Regions from separate parts of the Pan troglodytes genome. Here region 2 is linked to region 1. Evidence: chromatin contacts called from public Hi-C data. All regions are on one chromosome and are shown on one strand. The core of a region is the stretch at or near the end of the contact, and the rest is flanking DNA. Distances in the headings are between cores, read along the strand shown. Region 1 has its middle 41 kb from the start of ETS1. Region 2 has its middle 37 kb from the start of KCNJ1.

The links. Hi-C and Micro-C count contacts between places; a contact is called where the count stands out from the background.
Region 2: a Hi-C map of stem cell-derived neural progenitor cells shows a contact between it and region 1, with 6 times the contacts expected there. The contact joins two enhancer-like sites. A contact is called at or near these places in 4 of 7 Hi-C or Micro-C datasets (blood, induced pluripotent stem cells and stem cell-derived neural progenitor cells) and 1 of 1 other capture datasets (stem cell-derived neural stem cells).

What each region holds. Positions count from the first base shown.
Region 1 is chr9:130,558,153-130,566,107 of NHGRI_mPanTro3-v2.0_pri, forward strand. No RefSeq gene overlaps it. Among named protein-coding and RNA genes, the nearest start is that of ETS1, 41 kb to the left of the region's middle. Within about 2 kb of position 5,314, at least 1 of the 24 cell types and tissues checked has an H3K27ac peak or open chromatin away from gene starts, as enhancers often do.
Region 2 is chr9:130,759,722-130,767,676 of NHGRI_mPanTro3-v2.0_pri, forward strand. No RefSeq gene overlaps it. Among named protein-coding and RNA genes, the nearest start is that of KCNJ1, 37 kb to the right of the region's middle. Within about 2 kb of position 3,835, at least 1 of the 24 cell types and tissues checked has an H3K27ac peak or open chromatin away from gene starts, as enhancers often do.

The sequences.
Region 1 (7,955 bases), core at 4,064-6,563:
TTTTCTAGCCAAGCTTCTTATGAATAAGGCCCACGATCAGAGTTTTACAATTCTGTATCTTCTCGGTGTCCTGTACCCAGTAGATGCTTTAATAAACACGCACTGACAGATCAATTCCAGTGGATCCTAGGTCTGGATGAAAAGAAAGGAATAAAGGACAGGATCCCAGAGGGCAGGAGGGCCCACACTCGGTGATGCTGAGTGTTACAGAGAATGCGCCTGTCACCAGGATCCCGACACTTAGGGTGCTCACTCAACACCCCTGTGCCTGGACCTTGGCTTGCCTCAGCCCAGAGAATGCTGTCTTGCAGTCACGTTCCTCCCCCAGCAACTTCTCTTTTCCTCGGATGCTCTGTTTACAAGCTTTCCCCAACCTACACTCAGTGTGACCTGGTCTCCACGCGGTTTCTGACATTCCCACACCTAAGTCCACCAGACCCACTTGCTCTTGCCTCCCATTTAAAGATATGAAACCGTTGGTTTTTACCTAGCAATCAGTCTAACTGCAGCTGACTTTCTCCAGGGGCGAATCTCTCTGACTAGGAAAGCACTATAAATTTGAGGGTGGGATAGGAATAAGACTGGAGAAGGGTGGAAAAGACCCAGTCATCTTACTTTTGTGTTCTGTCTAACAATTGCAGGTGCTTTCATACAAACCTGTTGCCCTTAGCAACCATCCCGAGGACTGTAAGTTAAGGTTTCCATTTCCATCCCACAAACAGAGCATGAAGGCACAGAAAGGTCAACCCTCACAGTATGCTGCTGTGGCACAGTCCTTCTGGCCCGGCTCCCACACACAGAGTCCCTGTGGACTACACCTCCGTGGGGTAGTCCAACCCAGCACAGGATCTGGGATCAGAGAGACCTGAGTCTAAATTATGCCACTGCTAACCTTGAAAAATGTATTTAAGCTCGCTAAGCCTTGGTCTTTCTCATGTGAAAATTAAAAAAACGAGACATCTAGCTCACAGAGTGTGTGTGGTATTTAAATGAGACAGCAGCAGACACAAAATGCCTGGTCTGCATCTAGGCATTGCAGATATTTGATAGGGCAAAAGTCAGCATGTAAAACTGTTTTTTTTTTTTTCTAGAATGCCAAGCACAATACCAGATTCAGCAAAGCTTGCAAAAATAATACTAGCCACCAAAACGAATGAGAAAAGGGAGGACAAAAAAGGAGAAGAAAAAGAATTAAGGTAATTAGTCTATTTGCACTAAGATAATAATTGTAACAGTAAGTGAGCTAGCTGCTATTTGGATGGCTGGAAAGTTGTTAGCCACAACATAATGCAGTGATTGCTAATATATATATATATTACACAGAGGAAGGATGGAGGGACGCTTTCTGTATAGGAAGGCCTCACACAGTACCATCTGAAATGGGTCTTTATGGATGAGTTGGACTCTGACAAGGAAGGAAGAGAACTGTTAGGCAGAAGGACTCACACATCATAAGCCAACACCCTGTGTTTGGAGGGGGGCTGAAGCAGGGGCCGCCTAGGGAAGTGTGCGGGAAAGAGACTGGGAAGGTAAGAGGGGCCATAACATGAAGGGCTCGGTTTGCCTGACTGAGAAATGAGACTTTATCTCTGAGGCCTCAGAGGTTCCCAGTAGCAGGAGGTGGGGAGACATGACCATATTTGCTTTGGAAAGAACTATGGTGGCTGGGTAGGGGACACACAGGAGGGGAAGTTGGAGCAAGGAGACGATTAGCAGTCACTCCAAATAGGAAAGTCACACATGGATAAATGGCACCATATGGCAAAAACAGTGAAATCTTCAACATCAAAGGTGAGCCCCAGAATCACTAAAAACTAAATCCTAGGTTGGGTTCCCTGGCCTAGGCGATTCCTCTGCCTCTGTGCAAGAGTCACCATGAACCCTATCTCTGCCTTCCAGCTGCCGTCCAATCCAAGATAAAGGTGAGTAATCCAAAGGAAAGAGCCCCGAAAACCAAAGGGAATATTTATTTTAAGTAGTTTGACGTCTGTAGGAAGGGGGAAAAAAATCTACCAAGGCCTGAATGGGGAGCCATGACATTCACAGAGCCTAGCCATTGTGTAAAGAGAAAAGTTCCTCAAGATTATGTTTGTCCAAGAAATCAGACAGTTTACGGTCCCCAAGTCAAAACACTCAAGGATTGGAAGCCAGAGTTTCCTGGGCTGAACCCAGTTACTAACTAAAGTGAAAAGGAAAGAGCAATGAGATGCCATGAATTGTTGTTAAGCGGGTGGAGTTGGTTGCCAAGGCTTGAATCCAGCAGGTGCAACAGCAGAAACTGGGGCTTGCCAGGCCCCCCGCCCCCGCCCCCTGCCCCACCGCCCACCCTGACCTGGCGCTGCTGGGGTCACTGTGACTGGATCTACTCACAGCTGCAAACACCCTCACGCCATGGGACACGGGGGAGCTTGAACCTGGCTGAGTCATGTAAGCCAGCCAGATCAGTGCCAGGCTCGCCCCAGAAATCAAAAGAGACCCCTCTCTTCTTGCTACTTGGGTGACAGTCTATACTGGTGTCCTGCAACAAATGACCACCAGAAGGAGCATGCCAGCCCTCCTTTGTCCTTATTGGAGGTGTTGTGAGAGGTGGGGGAGATTTTATCACCTATAGGAGAAGAGGATAAACCCAGGAAAACCATTCGTGTAAGGACAGTAGGGAGGAAAAGGGGAGGAGAGAGAAAGAATGACAGGGAGGCTGCCACACCCTTCCAGAGCCTGCTCTCCTCCTTCCTCACCTAGCTCCTTCCACAACTACCCCAAATGAGCTCAGGAGCTGAACTTGGTTGCCCACAGAGTTCTTATCAGGACCACCCTGGCTGAAACACTGAGGGAAGAAATAGGGACAGCGATGAAGAAAGAGTGCTGCTTGACATTGCCATGCCCCATCTGTGCGTCAAGTCACTGAATGTGACCTGTTTGCAGTAAGTTAGAATCCAGCTGCCGCCTGAGAAAGAAATACACCAGGCCCCTCTGGGCAGGTTGTGTGTGTCTGGGGTTGCCCAGTGACCCTGGAGATTGCTCAGATGTCTCCCACGTGATCACACCCCGGTGGCCTTCAGAGAGGTATACACTCTGAATTAGGGCCACTGATGGAGTGGCAAGGTGTTTGGGGCTTGAAGATTTGCCAAAGTGTAAGTCTTAAAGATTGTATTTGTGGAGAGATCCTGAAATGTCTTCACATTTGGGAGATATTTGTGTTTGAGGGTTACAGAGCAAAGATTCTCTTATCAGCACAGCACGGGGTACAAGAATGGCAAGTTTAGCTCAGCAGTCAAAGTCATGAGAAATTCAGAGGGAGGTGTGAAATTTCTTCTTAAAACTGAAAAGCAAAAACATTTCATAAACAAACGAAAAAGGAAAAACCACAGCTAAAATCCGTAAACTATTAACTATATCTGTTTATTAAAAAAAAAAAAAGCAGATGGAGAGCTTTTTTGTTAATAAGCTAAAAAGTTCGTGTTTTTGTTTTCTGTAAGCCTGTTTTAAAGAAAGCTCCATTTCTCATGACTGACCTTCTGAGAATAGAATGAGGTGTTTTCTGCAGTGGAGTCTGATTCTTTCATCACTACCAAAGAGCACTGAGTGATCACCCACACTGCATGGCAGAAAACAGAATGTACTGTTATACCGCATTGATGCCATCAAAGTGTTTGTGGGGCGTAAAATTAATATTCGGCTTATGAGGGTAGGCCGGGGGAGAGGGTGGGTGTTGTTTTGCATCCCACATCAGGACACCCTGTATTTAAACACACTTTGTGTCATCGAGGGTGGTCTCAGAACCCATGCACCCAGAACCAAGTTCGGCCGTCAGCCACATGGAAAGGCAGCACCCCATCCCTTCCCCTTAGCACTTCCTGACCCTTCTACTTTTGCTTCCTACTCCTAGTTTTCCCCCTCCCACAAAGAAAAGAGTTCTAAACCAGATCACATTAAGACCTTAGGGATGAAAGTAGCCATCCCCTTCTGAAGGTGTTTGCATTCTACAGAATGGAAGAATTCTGGCCAGGGCTGCAGCAGGTAATGGTGAGCATGAAGCCAGGAAGGCTAAGATCAAAATCGGGGACCCTGGGGGAGATTGGAGGGGACTTCTGAGTGTACCTCACATTCCATCAGATAGGCCCTAATCATTTTGCCAAAGGGAGGGATTTGAGGGGATCATAGCAAAGATTCTCTTATCAGGACAGCCCCAGGAAGCCCTGCAAAGGTGAGGAGAGACAGCCAATGAAGGATGAAGCTGTGTGAATTTTAGCTTCAGCCCCAGGTTCTGCTCAGCAAAAGTTGAAGATCTGGTCATTTATAGATTCCTGGACTTAAATCAAAAGAGCCAGAACCTCAACATAGCGACTCCAGGAGCTAGGTGACACTGAAGTCACCTTACCCCTCCATATCCTGTAAAACAGGGATGATCACAAGAGAAAGTTGTGGAGCTGAAATGGGCTGAGGTACTTGAAGGCTTTTTCACTCAGAGATGGTCAGAAGACATTTGCCAGATGATTTCCAGATGTGTCAGAATGAGGAGCACTCTCTTTTGAGCAGGATAGCTCTCTCCCACATTTAATGTATGCCTGAGAGGAGAGAGAGAGACAAAGAATGATCAGACTGTACACCATTTGTGGACAAAGGGTCATCATGGGGCTTTGACAATTCTCCAAGAGCACTGGTTCCACATAGAAGCTGGCTTCACAGGCTGGCATTGGGATTAGGCCAGAGGTCAGATAGTAGGTGTGGCAAGGCCCCAGGTGGGCTAAGGCTGGCCATGGAGACAGGTGGGCTTTCCTGTTGAATGCTTCCAGGGAAGTCACGCCGTCTGGAACCTCAGATTTGGCAAATCAGCAAAGGAAAATTGGTCGCAATTATTTTCCAGGGCTTCCATGCTCTCCGATGTGTTAGATCCTTGTTAGCATTAACCAGAGTTAAACATTTGTTTTATTCTGTTGATGGAGAGACAGGTTTTAGAACACCTTCCCTGACAAGGTTAAGGTTGCAGGTTCTGAAAATTATCTCCGGTCTCCAAAGTTTTTGTATTTCAGTGTCTTTGGTGCTTTTTTGTTTTGTTCTATTTTGAAGTAACTTTATAGTTTTTGTTTGTTGTTTTTTTTTTAAGTACAGGTATGTTGAGCACAGAAAAAAAAAAAAAAACATTGCAATAACCTTGACTTCTGAAAAGTCCTCTCATTCTTCCAGGGGAGGAATTTTGTTTTTTAGGAACTGTTTTTTCATAAAGACAAAAGTCTTAGCAGTTTGGATTTCGGCCTTTGAGTTTTTCTTTTCATCATGTGTAATTTCAAATTGTCCTGAGGTCCTTCCTCCTGGAACCTAGCGAATACAGCTCAATGGCGCCCCCTGAAGGCCAACGTAGAGGGGTACAGTAAAAGAGGATAAAATGAGGAACCTCCAGCCCTCCCTATCCCACCAGCCAAGACAAACCACCATCTAGGCCCAAAGGCAGGTTAGCGTGTGGCAAAACCCAATAGCTGCATTCAAAACCCAGTTCTGACAACAACAAGCTATTTCTGCATGTTCCCACATAGTTGAGAAGAGATTGAGCTTTGGCATAAAACAGGTCAAAGGCCTTGGATTGAATTCCAGCACAGACAAGTTACTTAATCTCTCTAACTCACTTTCTCTTTCTGTATAATGTAGAATACAAAGTAATTTTTTTTATTGCTTACTATGTGCAGGCTTTGTCCTAAGTGTTTAGGATGTGTTAGCTCATTTAGTTCTCGCTAAAACCCTCTAGTTTGTGTGCTATTAGTACCCACTTTGTACAAATAAGAAAACTAGGGCCTGGAGTGAGTCAGAAGGCTTCACAGCTGCTAACTGAAAAAAACAGGGCTGAACGCATGTGGTGCAGTCCGGAGCCTGGACTCACCACCACATGTCACACTGATGCCCATACTTACCAGGTGGGACCACCGTGAGGACTAGAAAGAGAAATGTCAACCACGTAGCCCTGGACTGGCGCAGAATAAATGCCCAACAAATAATAGCCGTAATTATTCCCATTCTTGGTCGACCACATTAATAAAAGCTACCATAGAGGCAGGGAATCAGTAAGAAGAGATGACTAAGAGGATGCTTACTGCATGTAGGAAAATCAGTTAATGCTCGTGTGACTGGCTTATTTCCCTTTGCATACTGTCCTTCAGGTCCATCCATGTTGTCACATATGGCACGATTTTCATTTTTTTTAAGGCCGAGTAATATTCCACTGTCTGTATCCACCCATTTTCTTTATTCACCCATTGATGAACATTTAGGTTGTTTCCACATCTTAGCTCATCTTGACAGTGCTACAATGAACATGAGCATGTTAATATTTCTCCAAGATCATGATTTCAATTCTTTTGGATAAATACCTACAAGTGGAATGGCTGGATCCTATATTAGTTCTGTTTTCCTCTTTTTGAGGAACCTCCCTGCTGTTTTCCATAGCGGCTATACCATTTTACATTCCTACCGTCTGCGCCAGAGTTCGAATTTCTCCACATCCTCACCAACACTTTTTATCTTTTGTTCTTTTGATAACAGCCATCCTCACTAGTGTAAGGTGATATCTCATTATGGGGAAAAATTATATGAAAAGGAAGCATCAAATTAATGGGCAAGAAAACCAGTACATAGTATTTGGACAGTTGGCATATTACTTAAAAATTATGTATGAATCCAAAAAATTAACTAACTCTTACTATAAATTATTAGTATTCTGATTGTTGACATTAACCTGTAACAATAGGAGAAAAAGTTAGTTCAGGAATCACTTCCCAATTACATCTGTTACAAATGCAAGGAGAAACAAATACAAGGAGAAACTCCTTTGCATACAATATTTTAAAGAAAAAGACAGATGAGTTTTGGGATGCGAGGAGAGGGGCAAGAAACTGTCTTCTGTGTGGAGAGGGATCTTGAAACATATCTTCCAATGGGAGGCCAAATGCAGGGGGGCATTGCTTTCAAGAAACTAAAGGTGCTGAGTGTCTCCCAGGATAGCAGTTAATGAGCATGAGCTGGGTTTTCAAGAAGTCTGAATCTATTCAACTACGAAGTAGCTTCCTTCAACTGTAGCAGCCTTGAGAACTTGTGTTCTGCACCTACAGAGACCCCTTCTGCCCAAATACTGGTGGTGCAATGCAGCCAACCGCTGCATCTCCCAAAAGATGCCGGGAAAGAGGCAGACACCCAAACCCACCCTGGGCCTGGGCAGACCCCTCTAGCCTCTGACAAGTCCGGGCACTGCTAAGACCTTCACATGCACACCTAGGGCCCCTGCATTATTCAGCAAGCTCTTCCCAGGCTCCCATCTGGCATCAGGCATGGTGCTGGGAGCTGCTGGGCACACGGATGAGCAGGTGGTGCCCCTTTTCCATCAGCTACCCAGAGCCAGCTGCAGGACAGCGCCGAGAGCACATGCCTATAATGTGGGGCAGAGGGTCACACCGAGGACTCTCCCAGAGGGGAGTTATTTGAGCTGCTCTGGAGCAATGCAGACAAGAGGGTACAGAGCACAGAGGCCTGGGGTGGGGACTCCCAGGGACCAGGAGAGGCATGAGGTGGGAAGTGGGGAGCCAGGCTAGAAAGGGCCTTGTGAGTCCTCTGGGGGAGTTGCAGCTTGTCCTATTAGCCATGCGCAGGCTCTTTGGTTTTCAGAGAATGAGGATCATTCACAAGGGTGACTGGAGCTCCTGTGAGATGTGCACACCTGGCCTGAGGTTGAGATGACACAGAAAGAGTCACAGGGCCGGGGTCTCCCGCAGAGCTAGTTTTCTGTTTGAGTGTCATTTATCACCTCTTTCCAGAGGACAAGATGATGGCTTTATGACCAAAGGGGCTGGCTATGGAGGCCTCTCTTAATTTCTAATTGAGAGCCCATAATCACCACAAAGAAAAGCCTCTACCACCCAGGACTTCCGGGGAGACTAGAATCCAACTCAGAGGTGTTTTGTAACAAAACAGGG
Region 2 (7,955 bases), core at 2,585-5,084, 200 kb after region 1:
TGTCCCCACCCAAATCTCATCTTGAATTGTAGTTCCCGTAATCCCCACATATCGTGGGAGGGACCTGGTAGGAGGTAATTGAATCATGGGGACGGTTACCCTCATGCTGTTCTATGATAGTGAGTGAGTTCTCACGAGATCTGATGGTTCTACAAGGAGCTTTTCCCCCTTGGCTTGGCAATTCTCCTTGCTGCCACCCTGTGAAGAAGAATATGTTTGCTTCCCCTTCTGCCATGATTGTAAGTTTCCTGAGGCCTCCCCAGCCATGCTGAACTGTGAGTCAACTAAACCTCTTTCCTTTATGAATTACTCAGTCTTGGGTATGTCTTTATTAGCAGCGTGAGAACAGACTAATACAGTAGGCCCTGAGTGATCACATTTGCCGATTCCCAAGACATAAGCTTTCCGCCACCACTGGTGTCAGGGTGCCAGCATGACACTGAATCCAGAGCTAGGAAAAGATGCACCCATCAGCTCTTTACAGGAATGCTCCCACCCCCTAGGGGCCACAAAACTGAAGTGACAGCTCCTTGGGGACAGAGCCAGGAGAGGATTCTGGATCCAGGGGCCTTCCCCACCACACTGCACTGCTTCCTAGTTAGTCACTGCCCTCTTGCTTAGCAGAAATCATGACCAAGCAGCTCAGGGATGGCCCTGGTCAAAGGCAGGGCCAGAATGAAATCAGGAAGCTGAAAAAGAAACAAAAGCACAGTCGGTCTTTCCTTCCTCTTCACTTTGCAACAGAGGCCTCAAGAGTGTGGGTGACCGGGTAGGAGAGAGCCTGACTGCCCACGCTTGTGTTCTCCGAGGGGAAAGTGGAAAAGGCAAGAGAATGATTCTGGGAAGTGGACATAGAGTATTGGCAAAACTCAGAGGCCACAGAGAACAGCATTCTTGCCAGCTGGCCTGAGCCGATTCCACCCAGGGCCTTGGAGGTGCGGTGGCAGTGCTGTAATGGGCGTGGAGAAATGGGTGTGGAAAGCAGGGTCAACTTGAGAGAAATGGGACAAAGAGAAGACTGTGCTTTACTTTTTTGTGTTTCATTCAGAGCCTACCATAAGAAAACCCCAGAAATTGAGTTCACGTGAAAACTAGTTAAAAAACAAAAGCTAAGATCCTGCGGAGCTTGGAGGTTCGGAGGTGGCTGCTATTTGGAAACTCCCCTTGCATGGAGTCAGGTGGCTCATTGTTCAGGCTGCCGTCTGTTCTTCTTCACCTGCAGCTCCAGTTCGTGGAGTTGTAGGATGATAGGATTCATTTTAGAGATGAGAGAACCAGCGACCCAGAAAGGTAACATCTTCTTCCCAGATTGCACTGCTATTTACTGGAATTCAAATTTACCAGATCTAATCCAGGCCCAGAATTTCATCTAGCTCCACTACAATGTCCTCTCAATTACCTTTTGTCAAAAATTATGATAAAAGAAATGTATTGTCATGATAGAAAATCTGTAAAATTCAGAATATTAGAAATATTAGAAGTATTAGAAACCCCGGGTCTAGTGGAAGTGACTCACAGCATGATCCGGTCAGCTTCGGGTGGGAGCATAGTGGTCATACTGGTCATCTGAGCTGTGGGTTTCTCATTTGTCCTAGCAGAGGATATCTGTTGGGCCTGGCAGTGGATACAGTCACCTGACAGCACATGTTATGAAAACAGAATCCCCGGGCCCCTCTGCAGACCTCTGGAGTCAGGATTTTCTGGTGCCCTGGGGGTTTTCAAAGACCTGGACATCGGTCTCTGTTATTTGATGACTAGTATGCTCCCACCCAAAGCTGATCAGATCATGCTGTGAGTCACTTCCACTAGACCTGGGGTTCTCAGGAGTCAGCATTCTCAGAGTCACCAGGAGAGCTTAGGAAAATTCCTGTGACAATCCCAAGGCCCAGATTGTCCCCCTACAGCCAATAAGGCAGACTCAAAGGGTTGAGGAGTGGCAAGCAGCAGTAGTTTCTGAGGCTCTCGGATGATGCCAATGTGTGTCCGAGATTGAAGGCCACTGGCCTAGAATATTCTCCACCCAAGTCTGCATGACTGGGTCCTTCTTCCTATGGCTTGGCCCTCGGTGGCTCCTCCTCAGGGAGGCCTCCCCTCACCACTTGGTCTGAGGAAACACCCTCCCTGTGAGTTGTTCTCCACGTCATCACACTTGTGTATTTTCTTGTATCGCTATTTGAATTTTTTTTTTTTTTTTTTTTTGACATAGAGTCTGGCTCTGTCACCCAGGCTGGAGTGCAGTGGTGTGATCACAGCTCACTGCAGCCTCCACCTCCTAGACTCAGGTGATTCTCCCACCCCAGCCTCTTGAGTAGCTGGTACTGCAAGTGTGCACCACCATGCCTGGCTAATTTTTGTACTGTTTGTAGAGACGGGTTTTCACCATGTTGCCCAGGCTGGTCTCAAACTTTTGGGTTCAAGTGATCCGCCCACCTCAGTCTCTCAAGGTAGGACTACAGGCGTGTGCTACCATGCCGGACTATTTTTTCCATTTTTTTGTAGAGATGGAGTCTCGCTATGTTGCCAGGCTGGTCTCAAACTCCTGGGCTCAAGTGATCCTCCTACCTGGGCCTCCCAAAGTGCTTGGATTATAGGCATGAGCCAGCGCGCCCAGCCTGTTTGAAATTATTTTAAATGTATGCATGCATTGCTTATTTTCTGTCTCCCTCCTCTAGGAAGTCAGTCCACGAAGGTGGGCCCTGGACTGTCTTTGTTGTTCTATCCCAGGGGCCTCAGCAGGCCCCAGTGCCGCAGGCTCTCAAAACACATTTGATGAGTGAATGATAGAGTGAGTGAATAAGTGAAAGAATGAATTTATGTTTACTTCTGAGTCTTTTTGGGTACACGTATATGCACATATATATGCAACAAAATTCTACATTTTAAAAAACATTTCACACTGAAAACCTTTTTTAGCTAAAAAAATGTTTATAATTTCTGGTACACACTTCTTTCATTTGATGTTTTGAGGACATTGTCTAAAATCATTCCTTATTTTTAAGATGTGGTGTATGGAGTGTTGTGCTCTCACATCCTGAACTTTGGACACATTTCCTCTTCCTGGACTCCCCTCCACCCATCATTTGTCTAACTCTTCCTTTTGCTTCACATTTCAGTTCCATGTCTTTTTCTCAGAGAAGCTCTCTCTCCTCAGTGCCTCACACTAGGTAAGGATGCCTTGTGCCAATTCTCCCCTCTGACATTGGTGTGCCCTGTCAGCTGCCCCAAGAATATGAGCTCCATGGAGCTCCTAGTGTATTTTATTTTCTAAATGTGTCTGTAGGACATTGCTCAGTGCCCAAATGTTTGTTTAAAATAGCAGGCTGGGCGCAGTGGCTCACGCCTGTAATCCCAGCACTTTGGGAGACCGAGGCAGATGGATCACGAGGTCAGGAGTTTGAGACCAGCCTGACCAACATGGTGAAACCCCATCTCTACTAAAAATACAAAAAATTAGCCGAGAGTGTTGGAGCATGCCTGTAATCCCAGCTACTCAGGAGGCTGAGGCAGGAGAATCGCTTGAACCCGGGAGGTGGAGGTTGCAGTGAGCTGAGATCGCATCACTGCACTCCAGCCTGGGTGACAGGAGGGAGATTCCGTCTCAAAAAAAAAAAAAAAAAAATAGCGTAGCATTTCACACTGCATTAACTGATTTCCCTGTCATAGTACACTTAGGCTTTTCACCCCTACACATAATCCTGCAACAAACATGCGTTTATGTGAATTCATCTATTAGGTGTCTGTGGTAAAAATAATCCCTTAACAAGGAATATGACTTTGTGGTTAATTCTGTGTCATGTGTTTTACTAATTGATCTTCTCAACAGCCACATGGGGTTGGTTTCATTATCATCAGCTTACGAATGAGAAACCCACAACTCAGAGAGGGTAAGTGAGTTACCAAATTCATATGAAAGCAACTGAAAAAGAATTTGGACTCAGGCTTCCGGGAGATAGGAGCTGGCCTGTTCCTGGGGAAGCCCATGAATTTTGACCCAGACTAACCTGTGCTTTCAAAAGTACCTGTTCTGCTATCTACAGTTTTTACTGGGATTAAATGAGTAGATACTTATAAAGCACTTAAAATAATGTCTGCTCATAATAAACTCTGTATAAATGTTGAATATATAGATACATAGCAGCTCTGCCCTGACTAGCCGTGTATGGACCATGAGCATGCATCTTAACCTCTCTGGGCCTCAGACTTCTCATCTGTAAAATGGGAGTCATGGTATTATGTCAGCTTTATTGTCAGGAAAATGTAAAGCACATGGAATCTCATAGACTCTAACACATGGTAACAACTTCCTCTTCGAGCCAGTCTAATCTCTCTAGAATGATAAACTTCTACATTTAAATCACAATTTAAATTTTTTATGTCTTTCACGGTCATTTTATCACCCCAGCAATGACTAGAAGGCCCAATATTTTATATATCGCTGTTAAATATTCTAAGCATTATTAAGAGCTTTCTGGGTATAGCCAAGCCCTCTTAACCATCAGAGGCAGACTGCTTTTCAACCAGGTCAGTTTCACTTTTGCGATCTGGAAGTGTATGGCGCCACCTGCTGGCCAAAGCACACCTCGCCAACAAAGTGCGGGTTAGTTCAGGATTGCCCATTCTAGTAGGATCCCCCCTCGACCCCTACCCTCCCCTGTCTTCACTCCCACCCAGGGGGAAATCTGAAGCATAGGATGGGTCAGCAATCGACTTTTCTGAAGCTCGTTAAGACACATTATTCCTCTTGAACAGGCCCCCCTGCAGAAACTTAGGGGCCCTAAGTTTCTCCACTTGTGAAATAACAGGGTAGGGTCAGGCTTTGTCTAGGTCCCTCTCACCGCTAAGCTTCTAGGATTCTGTGAGTTCACCTCGGAGGCAGGCACAGGGAGGAAGGTGAGCTACTGTGTCTCAGGTTAAAATCAAGCCTGGAAATGGAAAGCAAGGCCAGGAATGTAGGCTGGGAAACGATGAGGCCCAGGACAGAGGAAACGAGGGCACAGCATGGGACCCCCGCTCATCAGCCAGACCCACCCTGCCTTGGCCTTGCCCATCATCGCCAGAATAATCGTCATCACTCAAACTACCGCTTATTGGGAGCCTATATCAGTCATAGTGCTAGGTTCTTTACATAGTGTTTTGTTAAATATTATTTCATACTATATCTGTACACTATCCCTTTAAGGTAGGTATTGTTGTTGTTCACAACTGGAAAAAAGACTCAGAAAGGCTAAGAACTTGTTCAAGCTAAACACAGCCAATAAGTGGGAAATCTGGGATTTGACCCAAATCTGTCTGTCTTCAAAGCCCCTGAACCTTGCACCTTATTTCTTGTCTTCATCCCTCCTCCTTCCTTGCCTACTTTTTTCTTTTATGCTTCATCAGGCTGTGTTTTTCAGAGGCTATCACAGGTTCAGGTTGCATCTGGCCATTCATGTGGGGAACTGAGATAACCATAGGGATAATTGTGGTCTCTACTTGCCATTTTTAGTTCAACTAAAAACAACTTTGCTGGTGGCCTCAACAGCCCACTCATTAGTGATTGCTTACTTTCACTTTGTTGGTGTAGATGAAGGTGCCTCCGTGTCTTCCCTTCCAGTGAGGGCTTCCCAGCTTCCTCAGATGCTAAGTGCAACTGTAGATACACGTGGCCTCTGTGTTCCCAAAAGAAGCAGTGCAAGGGTGCAGGGCTTTATCCATTCCCAGACTCACCTGCCTTTCTGATCCTGGCTACCACCTTCCAGGTGCATTTTCCTTCAGGAACAGTGACTGCCAGGCACAAAGTTTGTGGGTGGCTCCAGGAAAGGGGAGAGGCACAGGAAAGAACGCTGGGCTAACTAGCAGGCAGGCACCCTGGCTTCTGACCCCTGCTTCCCCACTTCACAGCTACATGACCTGGGCAAGTCATAGGGTCTCTGAGACTCAGTTTCCCATCCTGAAAAATGGAAATGACAACACTTTCTCTGCCTCCCTCAAAAGTTAGTTTCTGCCTCTAATTCTCTAATCTGTCCCTCATGCCAACACAAGAGATATAGTCTCAAAATACTTGTTTAATCATCCCATGACCCCTCAAAGACTCTGGTGGTTTGACTGATGAAGCCAGGACTCAAACTCAAGTCGGCTTGGCACCAAATTTCTGCCTCTTTGGACCATTCCTTCCACATGGCCATGCTGTGGCCATGTAAAACTGCACGGCACTTCCCAGAGCCCCCAGGCACATTCACGCTCCTGTGGCTCCGTTCGTCTGGAACACGTGCCCACCAGGTCACACCTCTCTACCCTTCGCCTTTCCCTCTGTCAAGTCGTAACCACACTTCGAACCTAGATCAACTGCCTTCTCCTCCTAGAAGCCTTCCCCTGCCTCCTTCAAGCACTTTTTTCATACTTAGTTTGTAGCCTTTATTCATTTCATTAATTAACTTCATTTCAATTTTAATATACTTGCGCACAAAATTTTCCACACAATGGTGAGCTCCATGACCCTAACCCCAAAGGGTCAGAGGATTCTAATCAAAAGGGGGTTATCCAGAATGCTCTGGGAATTGAATCCCCCCTCTCCAGCCAAGCCCCCACCCCATGTACTGGAGTGGGATGTCTCTCTTGAGGATACTTCTGATTTTCTACCCAGCCAAAATTCCAGGGAGGTTTGATCCTCAAAGAGCTGTTGGTCCTGGGCAGACTGCCTCCCACTGGGAGCCCGGTTGAGAGCCCAGCTTATTCCCCAGCAGGGTAGGCAGAATCAGCCCTAGAGTCACCCTGCAAAGCGAGGGAAGCTTTCAGGAAGGCAAAACAGAAAAAGCCACCATCTCTCAGGCTCAAAACTGCACAGCAGGGGCCTCTGGAGCAAGATCCCAGCAACTACTGCAAGAGCACCCACGAAGGTGAGGGAGGGTGTCCCAGAGATGTTGGTATTATCAGCACTTATCCCTACATAGTGATCTGCAGAACATTCTATTAGGTGAAGAAAACCCTGCAGAACGGTGTTTCTAGAGTGTTACCTTTTGTGTAAGAATGGAGCAGCATGTAAATACTAACATGTCACATATGCATTGCTTACATCTTTCACAAAGAAACCACCACAGGATACAACATAATAAAGATGCTTACCCTTTATAGAACGGGAAGAAATAGAGTGGAGGGCACAGGAATGGAAGCATGTTTTCTAAACCCTTTTCTGTGGTTTTGAAATTATATAAATTCCTTGCATAATTCATAAAAGAAATGGTGAAATCAAAAAAGGAAAACAATAAACAGACTTTAACGATTGGAAATAAATGGAAACAAATGAACCTATGTCCAGTTGGTACCTGATCACATGGAGAAAAGAACTACTTCAAGTGACTTTATCACTGTGTTGATTGTACATTGCTATATAAAGAATATCTATAGGATGGATGATTTAAAAATGTTTAATCCCAAATACTTTTAAGACTGTAATCAATAGTCTTATTGTTAGCAGTGGAGTCAATATTGTTTTTGCTGAAACTATTATAAGCACATGGCATAAGACAATAAAAAGGTTCTCCGCGATATCAGCAGTTTTCCAGTTTAACTCTCGTCCTCTGAACTGGTTGGAGCTCTGGGATCTTTTCTGCAGTAGGCAGGACCCTTGCTTCCTCTTTTTTGCCTGCCCAGTGCCTGGCTCACAGTAAACCCAAAATGAGCATCTCTTGAATTGAAGACAAACCCAAAGCACCAGGATTCTACTCAAATCCCCCCAACTCATAGCCTATCCCAGCTGGGACAGACCCCTGCAGGCACTGTTCTTGTCCCAGGCCTCCACTGGTCTCCATCAGGCCCTACCCTGGGCTCTGCTTTCTTTGCCCTTGAAGCATCAGGCTCAGGGTCTGCTCTGGGACCAGTGTCCTCCCCTTCATTCCTCACCTTCAAACCCATTGCTCCCACCTCGTGTTGCCATATCCACAGCCATTTACTTTCAACAGATGGATTTTTCACATCCA